Linked DNA regions of Zea mays: region 1 is linked to region 2. Evidence: chromatin contacts called from public Hi-C data. All regions are on one chromosome and are shown on one strand. Each heading gives the region's core, a stretch centred on a gene start, on an enhancer-like site or on the middle of the called end of the contact. The rest is flanking DNA. Distances are from core to core; before and after follow the strand shown.

Region 1 (2,974 bases), core at 304-2,803, 160 kb after region 2:
TTTCATATTATTTGAAGATACAAGTATTAAAATTCATGGCAAATAAATGCACAGATTATTTGAGGGGTGGGAACGGAGAAGATCCGATAGAAGAAAAGTACATACACATGCGGTCAAACATATATGGTTAATTGGTTACCCAACACCCAAATAAAAGTACTGCCGGTTCAGCCAAAGATTTAGTGTGGTGCATTCATGTAAGATGGTTAAGAGTGTCGTCTTAATAACGTACCTATATAAATAAATAATATGAACCATGCAATATGGACTACTGAAAAAAGGTAGCTTGTTGAAGCTGAAAGGAACAAGGAAATATATATTGCAAAATCAAATAAAATTAAAGCAAGAAGCAGAATAAGACATAATGCTTGATCAGTCCTTAATAATTAATGGTCGCTATGAAAAATGTATTGATCACACTTATTAAAATTTGACTAGATTCGTAGAAAATATTAGCATTATTTGTATCTTCAAGATCGAGCTACTGAAACTGTTAGCATGCATGATTTGTACTATAAATATTACTATATTTCATGTATATATTGTTGAGAGTTGAATATGTTTGGTTTCTGGTAAATCGAGAACGAGGAGTATATATATATAAGAGCAACCCAAACAAGTTCCATATATGCATATATAATATAGATAACAAACAGGCTAACAGACGTCTCTCTCCTAACACGTACACACAATCAAACATGCAATACAATATACAAAAAAAAACACCTATATACACACATCAGGTTACTAGCACACGTCATATAACTAGTAGTTAGTCGTACTTGGTACTAAGCTACTGGGTCCGCGTGAACTTGATCTTTTAGCTAGGATCTTCACCAAGATCGTGAGGCCCATGCATGCCCATGACCTAGCTGTATCTAGCCAACTACTCATCACACTAGCTAGACGTCCTTGAGCAGCTTGTACCTGCGGCCGGCCGGCCTGGTGGTCGCTCGCCGCCCAGCCTCGGCCTTGCCGGCGGCGCCCCTGCCGCTGCCTCCGGAGCCCGTGGTGGTGGACGACTCCTGGCTCCCGGTGGCGTTCTGCTTCCCGGCGGGAGACCTCGCCTTACCGGCCACGACGCTGAGGCACCAGTCGCACATGTCGGAGTCGGCCGAGGCGGGTGCGCTGTCGCCGTAGTAGTTGGTGCAGTACCTGCAAGCATGCATATGTCGCCATGGCACCACCAGTGGTGTGTGGATAAGGACAAGAACAGTACGTACTCATATACGAAGATGGAGCTGGGCAAGAATCCAAGAGGGTGGGCGCAGATAAAAGAAGTATACGCACGAGTGCTGGAAGCGGTGGCGGCAGCGCGCGCACCGAAAGAGCTTCTCGGGGAAGCCGACGTCGCCGCACATGGAGCAGACCGTGGTTGTGGCGGCGGCGGTGCCGGCCATGATGGACAGAGACGTGGCCAGCGAGAGACGAGAGGATAGTGGTGGGTGAGAATGTGGCTGAATGACTGAATCTGAATGAGGAGGGCAGTAGTGATATCAATGGTGGAAAGGCAGGAGGATGGAGGGGGCCGCGGGCGCGGGGTGCTGAGAGTGGTGTTAAATACTAGTAGTACTACATGAAAGCGGCCAAGAGGGATAGGGCGTTGCATGTAAAGAAGCGGAAAAAGGGATGAAGCAGAGCGTGGTAGGGTAGGGCCGGCCGCAGGGAAGCACAAAGACACGGCAACCTTAATTCATCGACCGGCGGATGCGGATGAAAAGGCTACGCGTCGATTCGATCTCACACGGTCACGGCGGGCGGACCGGCCGACATAAAAATCTTGGTCCGTCGTCGGTTCCGCTCTGTGCCCTGCTGCAAGTCGGCCGGTGTGCTTGCAGTTGCAGAGCCGGGCAGAAACAGCTAGCACTGGGGGAGTCACTATCCGCAACCATTACCCTTAAATTTTTCCCCCTATATCACTTTTTCCCTCTATATATTTCTCCCTATTTTTTTCATCTTCTGCAACGGTTCCCCATAAATACTCCCCCTATACCACACTACAACTATAAAATATCATTATCTAACCATATTCATTTTCTATTACCATTTTTTCTTCAACTATTAAATACCAACCAACATCAAACTTAAGTCAAGAGGGTGCTACAGTCCACCCCTGGATCTAGCGGACAGCTGTGTTTCTGTTTCACGTAGAGATGGCTTTAGGCTGGCCGCACCGGTGACTGTAAACGGTGGACTGGAAATATTTATAGCGCGTGAGCAGCTGCAACGGTAGACTGGACACACTACTGTAAACTTACGGTTGCATTGGAGAACCTCACATGTAGCGCGTCCTTTTCTTTAACTGTATAATCTCTCTCCTCTTTTGGTTGGCTGGTACGTGGGACGGCTGCAGGTGCGTATAAAAAATAATTGAAAAAATAATATAATATATGGTAGTTGGTATAGGGTTGGGATATAGAGTAAACATGAGTGCGGATGATTGTGGTATAGAGTAAAGAATTTTGCTGATTAAGATAGAATATTCTTTTTATGGTAGAAATTTAGAGTAGTATGAGTGCGGATAGCCTTAGCGTTAGCCGCTGCACCTGAAAAGCTACTCTATACGTGCACTGTATAAGGGGAGAGGGAGGCTCGCCGCAAGAGCTGCGGACAGCCTGAGAGGAGGACAAAAGCGAGTAGCTAGCTAGTGTTCCTGTGTGGCGACAGTACTAGATAGGTACTAGCTCTCCAGCTCTTACATTCACGAGACGTTTCGTCCAGAAAAGCCTTCGGTCGATTTTGAGAAAGAAGTAAGTAGAACTACTGAACGGCGAGAAAAAACACAGCCGATGGTCAGTGCATGCACGAACGAAACGTGTAGTCAACGGGCCCAAGCAAGTCTGCTCTCTACACACGTATACTAGATCGGAATATGGGACTAGTGTATCACTGTATCTACTACCTGCAAACTGAATTGATGACGCCTTAACGCACACGTACGTTATATATCGCGCTAAAGCTAGCTAGGCAGCTT
Region 2 (3,172 bases), core at 458-2,957:
GAAAAAAAATGAAATTGTGGTGCTTTCTTATGTCAACAAGAACAAGTTCACTGCAAGGACACATACTAAAACCATCAAAAGAGGAAGAAATAAACCACAGCCACGATGAAACCCCAGCAGCAGGCAAGTTTATGTTGCGAATCCTTCCATGGTGCAATGCGAACGGAGCTAATCAATCATCAAAACCTATATAGCCTACATAAATAGGAAGTTTTCACGGACCGGACAAAAGTACATACTCTTCTACCAGCAAAGCCACAAGTTTCCAACATCCCTATGTCACCAATTCAAAATACAATCGTGCATTCTGCTCCAACTCTATCGACATGTGTCAGTTCATCAAGTCAGCTTAAAGAGAGTAATTTTCATGAGGGAAAAAAGATCAAAACTCCTAAGGCCTTCTTAGGTTGGGCTTTTCAACCTGCTATGGCTTCTAAAAAGCCAAAAATCAACCAAAGGGGTTGGTTCCCACCTAAAGCCACAGCCAAAAGCAGCTTTTGCCTAGTACAAATTTCACTGCAGCCTTCCCTACTTCCACCTACTTTTGGCTAATACAAAGTCCATGAAATTACCCACCTATCATCCGTTACGTGCGTACCGGTTTGATTTGCCCTGACTCGTCTCTTTACGCGTAAAAAAAGTGTTGCAGATTCAGCGAGGCACTCTCCCTCCCGGTGTGAGGGCACACTACCCTGGCAACGGCGTGTCTCTAGCGCAGGCACGCAGCTCCAGCAATGACATGTCTCTGACCCCCACCCCCAGGCCAGCTTCCCTGGCTTCGAGAGGACGAAGAGGAAGTTGAGGGTGGATACATTCTTGTGGAAGGCACATCTACTTAACTAAACGGCTTTCGATTTCCTCACTACCCACATTCCAAACACAGCCTGTAGGTGACGGCAGTTTTTCCTCAACTAAACGCCTTTCGACTTCCTCATCGCCCTCCCTCCCCCAGCAGTTTTTTCCACAGGGCATAGGTACCAATAGCTTTTTAAAAAGCCACCTCTCAAGGCCTCAATCAAACAGGTCCTAAATTGCCTTCTAGCACAGGGACAGGGTCGCCCCTGAATGAACCGCAAGGTCATTCCATTCAATACCAAACTGAAAGACACCTAGTCTTCAAGAGAGGCAATTGACGAGACTGACAGCCGCTGCATTTCCGCCACCAACCTCGGTCCCCAGCCAACCCGCCAGCCACAGTATAATATAGATTCAACCACTAGATGTTGACCTGCCGTCGGCGCGACATCCGCCGTCTCTGGTCGCAGCGGCATCATCGTCGGGGGAGGCCCTGTCCTGGTGCTTGCCTCTGCAGCGGCGGAATGCGGAGGAGATGAGCTTGGTCGCGACGGAGCAGGCGGAGAGCGCGGTGCAGGCGAACCAGAGCCGCCGGGCCCCGAGGCCTGGCGGCACCCAGAGGATGCGGAGGCGGCTCCGGAGGCCGAGGAAGAGCAGTCCCGTCCAGCGCGGGCGCCAGGACCAGCCGACGACGAGGCCGATCATGACGGCGGCCCAGATCGGCACCGCGCAGAGCAGCACGTCGACGGCCATCTCCGCCACCGCGGGGCGCTGTAGCAGCGCCACCGCCTGCTCGCACCAACCCGCCATTGCTGCGCTAGGGCTGGAAGCTTCCACCGCTGATCCGTTCCTCCTATCCCCTTTTCCGTTTTTTGGTCCCCTTTTTCTTCCTCCGCGAAATGGAGAGAGGGGCAGACAAGCTGGGGAGGGGGGGGGTTTTTTGGAGGAGGCCCGTGCCTGTGCCCGCGTGTCAGAGGCGGCGGAAACGGACAGGTTGGCGGGTAGACCCACGTGTCGGTAGAGGTGCCGAGGTGGGATGGACAAAGCGGTATATGCCGCGGAACATCCGGGCGCGGGGTTTACGAGGGATCGACCGTGACATAGCGGCGGTGATTTGGGTTTGGCTGGCCCCAGCGAGATGGTCGGGTGGGCCCGTGGGGGTCGATCTAAACCGTCTCTCAGGCTCTCAGTCTTTTCAGCTATGAGAAACGAAGGGAAGGGGCTACCATTTGTATTTTGTAGCGTACTCCTGTTCGTATAGGATAGAACTGGATAACTATGAGCTGGGGAGTGTTTTGATATGGTTTGTGACAAAGCAAGATTGTCACCTTTCAAAACAAATATAACTTTCATATTTTCATATTTTACTAGTGATTCTTATTCTACTAGATCTTCTGATCTTATTTACTCTCATGTAGGATCTTACTCTTTTTATTTTGAATTAGGGTCATAAATATTATGTCGTTTTTATTTATAACCATTATTGTTATACTTATATTTACTTTATGAAACAACACTCTAAATTGGTTTCTGTTTATATGTCCTTCACGCGCATGGTTCACATCTAGTTTTCTGCTTCTATTATATTTTTTTCTTATTCTGGTGTTGAATTTCTATCTGATAATTTTCGAGAGTTATTGTCCTTAGAGGGTACTCTACATCAACTTTCTTTGTGGTGCTCATGCCCAAAATGGCGTTACCGAACGCAAACATCGTCATAGTATTGAGAGTGCACGCACTCTTTTGATATCTTCTTTTGTTCCTTCACGCTTTTGGGGTGAAGTTGTTTCTACTGCGGTATATCTCACTAATAAACAGCCATCATCCAAACTTTCTAGCAAAACGCCTAGTGAAGTTCTTTTTGGATACCTTCACGATATGATCACCTTCGAGTGTTTGGATGTGTGTGTTATGTCTTGTTACCACCATATGAGCGGATTAAATTGACTGCTCAGTCTGTTAAGTGTGTTTTTCTTGAATACAATCCTAAACACAAAGACTGTTGTTATGATCCATCTACTCGCCGTATTTATATTCCTAGAGATGTGAGTTTTAATGAAAATCACTCCTTTTACAACAAGTTCACTCACTCCTCATATTGTCCCACAGAGTCCACCTCATTCATGTGTCTTCCTTCTATTCCTGATTTTACATCTACACCATAATGAAATCTACACCTGATGTCCTCATTCCTATAACACCGCCTTCCACCTTCATGTTATCTCCACCTTACTATTCCAAACCACCTGTCATCTAGACCTACATTCGTCGCTCCGACTCTATTCACACGGCTAGTCCTGATACTGATCCTGTTCCAGATTCATGTACTAACAATATCAATACTGAGTCTCATGATGCTTTTAACCAGGTATATCGT

The links. A called contact is a pair of places that touch in the nucleus more often than the background predicts.
Region 1: a Hi-C map of tassel shows a contact between it and region 2, with 1.8 times the contacts expected there. The contact joins the promoter of LOC103646112 here to the promoter of LOC100274578 in region 2. A contact is called at or near these places in 2 of 25 Hi-C or Micro-C datasets (ear and tassel).

Annotation. Positions count from the first base shown.
Region 1 is chr2:21,423,292-21,426,265 of Zm-B73-REFERENCE-NAM-5.0, forward strand. It overlaps LOC103646112, which reads right to left and starts at 1,554. Exons shown (of 2, transcript XM_008670834.3): 1 at 1,291-1,554; 2 at 604-1,155. The coding sequence starts at 1,400. The coding sequence ends at 903.
Region 2 is chr2:21,265,696-21,268,867 of Zm-B73-REFERENCE-NAM-5.0, forward strand. It overlaps LOC100274578 (Polyketide cyclase/dehydrase and lipid transport superfamily protein), which reads right to left and starts at 1,708. Exons shown (of 6, transcript NM_001148931.1): 1 at 1,229-1,708. The coding sequence starts at 1,605.